Regions from separate parts of the Zea mays genome. Here regions 1 and 2 are each linked to region 3. The links are chromatin contacts, called in public Hi-C maps. All regions are on one chromosome and are shown on one strand. Each heading gives the region's core, a stretch centred on a gene start, on an enhancer-like site or on the middle of the called end of the contact. The rest is flanking DNA. Distances are from core to core; before and after follow the strand shown.

Region 1 (3,338 bases), core at 793-3,292, 260 kb before region 3:
TTCAAACCCCTGCCCTACCCTCATACACAGTGGCACCGTAGCCCATGTGAGAAACCACCGCGACCGGGCCTTAGAGTTAGACCTGTGCTTTAGCGTGGGACTGACGAGGGAATTTTTTTAACCACAGCCTGAGATTCGCTCCCACAGAGAGTCAAAACCAGGACTTGAGGAGTGATACTCAGACCACCTAACCAACTCGGCTAGAGGCCATTTCGCTGCATGTTCCATATTAACATTGAACCAACAGTTCCATAACAGCAGTTAATTTCACAGGGCATTAAGCATTTTATGGGTACCAGAAACACTAACACCTATTAATTATTAACCCCAAACGGGAAGTTAAAAGTAGCAATCATCAGTTCATAATGAAGTATGGCATATAGGTATGGGAAACATGGGATGAAGCAAAACCTGAAGAAGCCTCCACGGTGAATTTGGCCATCTGATTGTGTCAGCAACCTGAGCAGAAGCTATCGTCCCCATAAACCAGCTGATCCTTGACGAATCCTCTGTCTCAAATGCCATCTTGAACCTCATCCCAGGGCACCACTGGTTCCTCATCGCGTTCTGTACCGATGCAGCCTTCACAACAAACTCTGGAGTGCTAGCTCTCGGGTAGTACACCACCTCAAATGGCTGCCCGCTCGCGGCTAAGCTTGCGGCCTCAACAACGTCCGTGATCTCCACCTTCCCCCTGCCTCTCATGTACCCACCAGGACCCTTAGTGATCTTACCTTCCTCGTCCTTCAAGAACGCCGACAAGGCCCCGTACACCGGGGCGTTCCAGCCAGAGATGCACTCCATGCCACCACAGGACACCCGCTTGGCACGGCGTATCCCGACGCACAGCTCGCCATGCTCGGTGCGCAGGAAGACGATGGAGTCCCCGGCGACGAGCTTCTTCTGGTTGACGAACGCGCTCCATCCCGTGGTGAGCAAATGCCGGCGCGGCGTGCCCCGGAAAATGTGGCGGAACTTCCAGACCTCCCCGTGCACGTCCTTGGCGAGCACCGTCTGCACCGGCGGGTCGGCCCGGTAGTCGAGCTTGGGGAAGATGGTCTCGGCGCAGTAGCGCGGCACGGAGAAGCCGCCGCCGTTGTTGGCGTCGGACTGCGTGAGCGTCTTGGCGAAGGAGGACAGCTTCTCCCGGGCGTCCTCGGGGTCGATGCCGAACTCGCGGGGCTCTCCGAACTCCACCTCGCCGGGCGCGGCCGGCACGAGGCGGATCTTGGCGAAGACCTCGTCGGTCTCCGGATCGGCCAGGAAGCGCACCCCGGCGACGGTGCAGAGCACGAGCGGCGGGAGAGGTCGCGCCCGCGCCCCGGCGAGGTCCGTGGCGCCGCCGCCGCCGTGCGCGTGTTCCGCGTGGCCCTGCGGGAAGTAGTAGACACGGGAGCGCACGGGGGGCATCTGCACCATGCCGCCGGCGCACGCGTGCCACAGCTGCGGGTCAAGGCACCTCTCCTCGCCCGCCTCCTTCATGGCCTCCTGACCTCCTCGTCTTCGTCGTGTCGTCTTCCTCCACCGCCGCCACACCCACCAAACGCGATCACTGTCCAGCTGCAGAGCAACCTGCAACGTCTCCCGTTATTTGCGCGAACCCAAGTACTAAACCACCCCACGCAACCCCCACAAAACGGAACTGAACGAAAAGCACGCGATTGAAACGAAACGGACACAGACAGCAGGAGCGAGCGATACCTCCTCTGCGCACGCCCAGGGGTTCCAATTGGCAGATCATGAGGCGGCGCAACCGCTACTCCGGGAGAAACGCTCTGGCACCGGGCAAAGCGGAGTAGGAATGTACACCAGGGCCGGCATCTTCGCGGGCAACGACTCTGTCGTCGGTCCGAGGACACCACCCCCCCAAGCTTGCTCCGGCTGCCCCCGAGCCCCAGGAAGACGGCGAAGAATCGACGGCGGCGAGGCGGGGAGATCAGGAGGTTGACGGTGGTGGCGCGCGCGCTGCGCTGCGCTGCTACAGCGGCACACACAGTGGGTTGGAATTATGGCGAGGCCTCGGACGCCTCTACCTTGTTGTGGTGATGACTGATGAGTGGGCCGCTCTCCCCGCTGCAGCTGCAGTAGCACAGCACCACAGTCAGGCCCCAGTGTGGGAGCGCGACCCCACCACCGGATCCGCCGCGCCCGCGCGAACAGCGAACAGCTGCGCGGCACACGGGACAGCGAGTACCTACTCCCACCACCATCGGGTTCGGGAGAGCATGACCCGCGGGGCCCAGCCTGCCGGGCTGTCGGTGGGGTGAGGCCGGGCAACGCGCGGTGGTGGTTACTCCGTTCCGTTTTTGACGGTCGTGTCTGTTTGAATGAATTCATTCATTCATCCATCTCGAGATGATCAATCATCATCAGATCAGATGCCAGTCCAACAGCCTCCTGCTGGTTCATCAACTGGCCCACAGACTTTACTCGGTTTCAGACAGTGCGTGCCAATACTACTAGTAATGTTTGTTTTCTTTTTTATTAATTATGAAAGGACCTGACGAGGTACTGGAATAACACTTTTTTATATATTTTATTAGGGGCCAGCGAAATTTTCTGCGATCCAAACAGATGGGGGGCGCCCAGTGCATGCATGAAGCCAAAGTTGCCGCGACGGGGTCCAGCTGGACTGATGAAGAGCACACGCTGCTCGCCCCTGTGTAGAAAGCTCGCGCATTTGTGGTCTGGTCTCCTGGACAAGCAAGCAAACCATGACTGGAAACGGACCGGGTCATCATGTGGAATGTCCATTCGATCTCCAAACTCCTTACAGCGTGCGTGAACCGACGCACGCCGTTTCAAGCACATGAACTGAATCATGGGAGGCCATGGGCTAGGGCGGTCTGGCTCACATTTGTAAACGCGGCACACGATTGCATGCGGATTGCGGCGATTGAATTCGAGGGGTGGAACCGTCACCATATTGGTTTGCTTTATTCCGTACAGGCTTCTACTCCAGAGTGTTTTGTCCATATGAATTAGAGTTACAACAGTCAAGAACAACATGTGTGAGGAGGGGCGAATTTCGGCCCCGGCCCCCGGGCCACCTGGGCCGTGGCCCGGGACGAGCCTAAAAATCCTTTTATATATAGGTCTTTTTCAATCAAAAAATTAGTCTAAAATATATTTCAGCCTAAAAATGTGGTCTAAAAGATCTCCTGCTTGCACCGATCGAGCCAGGCGCTGGCAGCCTCACTCAGTCGCTCAAGTCACTAAAACATAGGCTCTTACAATTATTTCGCAAACATGCGTGGCTGTGTTTCCTACATTTGCCATCGGCACGCCGTCTCTATTCAGTCCTCCATCGCTCTCCACACCTTCAGGCTCTACGAATC
Region 2 (3,142 bases), core at 293-2,792, 430 kb after region 3:
GGCGGAGTTCGTCGTCTTCCGGAGCCGAGGCCGAGTCCGAGCCCTGGGGTCGGGCGAGGCGGAGTTCATCGTCTTCCGGAGCCGAGACCGAGTCTGAGCCCTGGGTCGGGCGAGGCGGAGTTCATCGTCCGAGGCCGAGACGGGGGCCGAGCCCTGGGGTCGGGCGAGGCGGAGCTTCCTATGGCGTCCGAAGCCGGACTTGGCTGCTGTCAGCCTCACTCCGTCGAGTGGCACAGCAGTCGGAGCGACGCAGGCGGCGCTGTCCTCTTGTCAAGCCGGTCAGTGGAGCGGCGAAGTGACTGTGGTCACTTCGGCTCTGTCGACTGAAGGGCGCGCGTCAGGATAAGGTGTCAGGTCATCCTTGCATTAAATGCTTCTGAGATACGGTTGGTCGGCGTGGCGATCTGGCCAAGGTTGCTTCTTGGCGAAGACTGGGCCTCGGGCGAGCCGAAGGTGTGTCCGTTGCTTGAGGGGGCCCTCGGGCGAGACGTGAATCCTCCGGGGTCGGCTGCCCTTGCCCGAGGCTGGGCTCGGGCGAGGCGAGATCGTGGCCCTTGAGTGGACCGAGCCTTGACTTAATCGCACTCATCAGGCCTTTGCAGCTTTGTGCTGATGGGGGTTACCAGCTGAGATTAGGAGTCTTAGGGGTACCCCTAATTATGGTCCCCAACAAAACTATAGTGATTTTGTCTTCTAGTGCACGTTCATTTTAAAAATTATTATTTTCATATGAATTTTTCTAGACTGAATCTGCATTAATAACGTTTACATGTGAGCAACTAAGTATGTATGTGAATTCATTATGAATGTGCCTTAAAAGTTTTTTTAGGGCTAGTTTAGGAACCCCAATTTACCAAGGGAAAATAGAAATCCCTTAGGAAATTGGGTTTCCCAAACTAGCCATTAGTGGACACTTTTCTCTTGGAGTTGGTTTTCATACTCCCTCCACCCCAAAGATACTAGTATTAGTTCTAGACTAAACATGCATTCATTAACTAATTTATAAATGTAGTTTATATGCATGTATATATTCGTTACTATTCATTCGAACGTGAAAAGAAAAAAGAAGGGCTAAAAACTATATTTTGGAACGGAGAGAGAGTGTATTTTAAGGATAAAATAAAGCAATAGAACAGAAGAAAAAAAAGGCAGAAGATTGAAATGAATCGTGCACTTGAAATCCTTTAATTAGAAAGCTAGAACGCAGAAAAGTTGTGAATAAAGGCATGTGAATGGCGCGCAAGAGAAGAATCCTAAGGCACAAGGGAAAAACAAAAACCAGAGGGTTGGACTCCGGAAGGTGTATGGGATAGTTCATTTCATAGGAACTTTAAAAGAATTCTTGTATTCTCTCTATAGGAAAATTCAATCGTCCAAAATTCCTTCATCATTTCCTCCATTTCGAAAGGGGACTAGTAAGTATATGATTTTCCAAAAGATTCATTCCTCCCATCGTCCCTACGTTTCTCAGATGAGGAAAAAGAAGTAGGAAAAGGAGAACGGTGCTGCTAACTGCCCAGGCTCAGCTGAATGAATCCCTGCACGAGTCCAAAGGCCAAAGCTGCGGCCAACGCGCAGCACTGCAGCGTGCGGGCCCGGCCAGGCAGCCAGCGCACGGGCGACGGGGCCCACCCGCACCCGTGGAAGCAAAACGCAAGCGAGCGTCGCGTCTCGTCTCATCACCTCGCACGTTTTCCAAATGTGCCCCGGCGACGGCGATCCTCCCGCACCCTCCTGCCCATAATAAATAGGGACAGCCCGTCCGTCCCCGTCGTGCTCCAGCTCGCCGCTCCACTCTCTCCTGGCCCTGCTGCGGCCGTCGCCGGCTAACTAGCTATAGCCAGCCACTCGGAGTCGGAGGCACAGCACCTCCCCCCGCGTCGCCAGCGCACTTGGACGACCGATGGGGAGGGCGCCGTGCTGCGAGAAGAAGGGGCTGCGGCGGGGCGCGTGGAGCCCCGAGGAGGACCAGCGCCTGGTGGCCTACGTCCGGCAGAACGGGCACCCCAACTGGCGCGCGCTGCCCCGGCAGGCGGGGCTGCTCCGCTGCGGCAAGAGCTGCCGCCTGCGCTGGATCAACTACCTCCACCCGGACATCAAGCGCGGCAACTTCACCGCCGACGAGGAGGCCCTCGTCGTCCGCCTCCACCGCGAGCTCGGGAACAGGTCCGTCCGTCAGCGACACCCCGCTCCCGAGCTGCCAACTCCTTTGCCCCCCCCCTGCTCGTCATTTCTTCTCTCCATCGAAAGAAAACAGAGGCATTTGTTTTTTTCTTCCCTCTCTGGAACATAAAAAAAAAGTCTGCGCGCTGCAGCCTGCAACAGTGGTTCAGATGTATGGAAAAAAATACTCCTCGCCATCTTTTCAAGCTTTTTGCTAGTACGCCTTTTATCATTGCATTGCTCGGCGGCCATGGCCATAGCCGCCTCGAAACCCGTCCACTCGGAGAGAGGACAATCCATGGCCATAGCCCCACTTGCGAGGTACCCAATCCAGTCCAGGCCGGAGATTCCGTCTCGTTTGGCCTCGCGTGGTGAAATAAAATCCTGCGCTGCCTCTGCCTGCCTGCCTGACAGCAGCAACGCCATTTCGCCACTTGCAAAGCTGATCCTGGCCCTGAAACAGGACCACGCACACTTCGGAAAATGGGGGCTGATGCAGCGCCCATCCTACCAGTTAAAAAAAAAAATTAAACCGCACATGAGATTAGAGCCCCACTAGTTGCTGAACTCGACTGTTTCTCCTCGTCGGACGTGTCGTGTTCCTGGCTCCGGGGCTCCTCCGATTGCTGAACGTTTACGTGGCAACAACGCAGGTGGTCAGCGATCGCCGCGCAGCTGCCGGGGCGCACCGACAACGAGATCAAGAACGTGTGGCACACCCACATCAAGAAGCGCCTGGGGGGCGACGACGGCGGCGGCACCGGCGGACGGCAGGAGAAGAAGGCGCGCAAAAGCAGGACCAGGACCGCCGGCGCCACCAAGAGACCAGCCGCCGACGTGGACAGCAGCGAGCGGCAGCCGGCGTCGCCGGGGCAGTCGAGCAGCGTGAGCAGCGGCGTCACGTTCTCCGCCGCGGCCGTGTCGTCGTCGCCCGACAACGCGGCCGCCACCAGCCGCCAGGAGGAGCAGCTGCAGGTCG
Region 3 (3,245 bases), core at 725-3,224:
TGCAAGCTTAATATATAAAAAAAGAACGGACACAGTTTTCTCAGCCCCTCCTGTTGACCTCTTCTAAAGAAGACAATGTAGAAGAACAGAACACAGTGACTTTAGCATTAAGGTGAAAACAGGCAATGCAACATGCTCTCGGTTACTGCTCGACTGATGTTATACTCATTCAAGTAACGGAATAATGTTGGGTACACCACGGATTTGTGATGTTTGATTATTTAAATACCAACATGACTCCATCATAGAAGTAAGCATGAAAGTTAAAATATATGTTAACAATGGGTTCTGCCTGTTATCCAACCTAAGAATGCAACAGACCAAACATCGAACTTTGCAAAGGAGTTTTTTTCTCCGAATCATCAAACAGAATTTGATTAGAAACATAAAAAAAAAATTGAGGATAGAGAGGAAAATCAACTTATCTTACAACAGCATAATGCATACCAAATGCAAGAATAACGACCGGGAGCATATGAAGCACTCATAAGATCAAACACTTCTCTTCAAAACATGAATATAACATAAACATGTTTATGCCTCCACAGTTTAGACAAACAAACCCCATGTTTAGCAGGATAACTTGATAAATAACTTAACAAATCAGTTACCGATAAAAAGAAGATACATAAATGAGCAGGGTTCAATAATTGTTCTCCTAAAAAGGGTTCAATAATTGCAGTCTGAAGTTGAAACGAAGAAAGCAATCCTAATCCACCAACCGTACCATCCCAAAAGTATCACCATCTGATGTATACACTGCATCTATATCCAAATCCGAGGGACCCCCAAATATATATCAGATATGTTCAGTCTTACCTTTTTTATTCAACAAGTGCTCAACAAGCAAGGTACCAAACCTAAAATGAATTATCCGTAAAGAAGAAAGTTAAATTGGACTAAAGCACCAAACCAATCGCCACCAAAAGAATCTGGAAAAAAGTAGCACACCCTCCGTTCCAAATTATAGTTATAAATTTATAGGTCGTTTTAGCTTACATTGATTTGGCTATGCATCTAGATATATGATAGGTATAAATATATAATAAAAGTTATGCATCTAGAAAAGCTCAAACGACCTATAAACAAAAGAACAGACGGAGTAAAAAATCGCTTTTGAGATGAACGAACTAGTGCTGATGTGATACATGAGTAAAAGATCAAAAAATGTGCGGATCGGAGTTAGCACCCAACATGCTAATTGTCAAGGATAACTAAATTCCCTATTCTCAACGTAGCATTTCGGCAATCAGCATCTCGAGCACCTGCCGGAGCCTAGCGGGCACCAGGCAGCAAGCAATAGCGTAATCAGGAATTCCTCGCTCTCCGATAATTAACATTCACTGAAAGCACCAGAGCTCATGAGAGACAAGATGTGAATTGCCTTACATCCGGCCGCGGGCGCCGTCCCCTTAGTGCTTCTTGCTCCGCGCGGGCTGCCTGGACCCGTCCGTGGCGAGCCTGTAGATCCAGTAACCCTGCAACGGGAAGCTAAATTCATAACCCCAATCTTATCCGGCAGGTGGCAATAACAGGAGAGCTAGGGGAGGAGGACGCACGAGGGCGAGGACGTGGGCGGCGATGAGGAGGACGACGAGGAGCGGGAGGAGGTCAACGATCCAGGGGCGGAGCGCTGGCACGGATGTGGCGGTGGCGTCGCGCGCCATGGCGACGCGACGGGAGAAGGAGAACGCGCCGGGGTGGCGGAGGAAGGAAGAAAGGGGGTCGGCCGCCGGGTCGCCCGAGCCCATCCGCGTGGTGGTCCGGAACACCAGTTTCTCGCGGGACGCTTGCTCAGTCCTCTCTCGGCCTCAGGCTTCCTCGCGGCGTGGGCTGGGCTGCCTGCGTTTCTGAGCCGATTACTCTGCGCGTGCACGAGGGTCGGGGGGCAATGGGGAGTGGATCACGGCACGGACGCGGTAGTTGCGCCCGGTGCGGTGCCGCTGTCTTCTGGTGCACCTAAACCGGGCCGCACGGCACTGGGCCCAGACCGCGCGGATTTGTAGTCCCGCGTCACGTCCCGTCCGCCGCCGCTCGCCTCAACCAGAAAGTGTGTCGTGCAAAAAAAATTTAAAAAAAACCCCGAGAATCCGAGATGTCTGATTATCCCAAACTTGTGATCTAAATAATCCCGAGAAGTCTAATTATCCTAAACTTTTGACCCAATTTTTGATGTCAATTCAGGGACGGACTGAAAAAGCAATAAGAAAAAAATGACTTTCATATGTGTATGAGGTGGTGGACTTCGAAATCTATGAGCGGGTTGCTTAGGTTGTCTCCAACGACGTTCTCTAAATTTTATCCCCTAAAAAAATATTCTCTGTACTTTACAGCACCCTCTAAAAGATTCTGTCTTCTATATCTTCCTCATCTCCAACAATATCCTCTAAATTTGATCCTCTATATCAACAGTGATAACTAAATTCCTAATTCAATTTAGTTTGTATCAACATTGCATTGTCTGTCAACTGTAAAATATTATGTATGTATCCAGATTAAATTTAAATTAAGTATTTAAAATTCGAAATTAGTGGTCTGGTAAATTAATTAAGATAACACAATATAGGAAATTGCATTGTCTAGCTAAACTTTGTATTATTTTTTTTCTATCGGATGTATAGGAAAACAAAATAGGAAAGTTTTCTAAATAAACTTTGTATTGCACATATTTTTTATATCAAACTATCGAACGTACACGAAAACCAAACAGGCAACACTTCTTGACCAGTGCGCGCGACCGTACGTAAGCAACAGTGTATAGCGGATTAGCGGGTGGCCGTGGAACTCTACATTTAGTGTCTGTGGAAGCGTGTGCTAAATTTACAGGAGTCTATAGCAGTCCTTGCTGGAGACGTACCGGACGAAAATATCCGCTATATGTAGCGAACAGGCCGCTTTAGCGGATCTGCTGGAGCCAGCCTTATAATTTATCTGACTTATCTGGTACTCGGATACGATCCTGCAAAAAAGAGTAGAGGGGTCGAGGTGACCGAATTTTTTGTATTTTGGCCATTTTTTGGAAAAAAAACACATTTAGACCCTAGAAAATTTTAATTACATTTTTGGACCCTTTCCTCGGCGCCATAGCCTATGCGCGCCGAGGTAACACAGCTCGGCGCCATAGGTTATGGCGCCGAGGTACGTGCTGCGTTGGCACAAACTGGACGCCGTGGCGTTGACGTGGCACTGAGCTCGGCGCCACAGATCTTGGCGCCGAGCTCGGTTGTGTTATCAACAGTTTTGTT

What was found. Hi-C and Micro-C count contacts between places; a contact is called where the count stands out from the background.
Region 1: a Hi-C map of leaf shows a contact between it and region 3, with 4 times the contacts expected there. The contact joins the promoter of LOC100272511 here to the promoter of LOC100278729 in region 3. A contact is called at or near these places in 8 of 25 Hi-C or Micro-C datasets (bundle sheath, ear, endosperm and 3 more).
Region 2: a contact with region 3 is called in a Hi-C map of ear, with 2.4 times the contacts expected there. The contact joins the promoter of LOC109939901 here to the promoter of LOC100278729 in region 3. A contact is called at or near these places in 2 of 25 Hi-C or Micro-C datasets (ear and leaf mesophyll).

What each region holds. Positions count from the first base shown.
Region 1 is chr5:29,003,135-29,006,472 of Zm-B73-REFERENCE-NAM-5.0, forward strand. It overlaps LOC100272511, which reads right to left and starts at 2,043. Exons shown (of 4, transcript NM_001348794.1): 1 at 1,702-2,043; 2 at 412-1,572. The coding sequence starts at 1,482.
Region 2 is chr5:29,691,983-29,695,124 of Zm-B73-REFERENCE-NAM-5.0, forward strand. LOC109939901 (transcription factor MYB30) reads left to right here and starts at 1,543. Exons shown (of 2, transcript XM_020538288.1): 1 at 1,543-2,166; 2 at 2,817-3,142. The coding sequence starts at 1,904.
Region 3 is chr5:29,264,218-29,267,462 of Zm-B73-REFERENCE-NAM-5.0, forward strand. It overlaps LOC100278729, which reads right to left and starts at 1,975. Exons shown (of 4, transcript XR_002262214.3): 1 at 1,560-1,975; 2 at 1,390-1,478.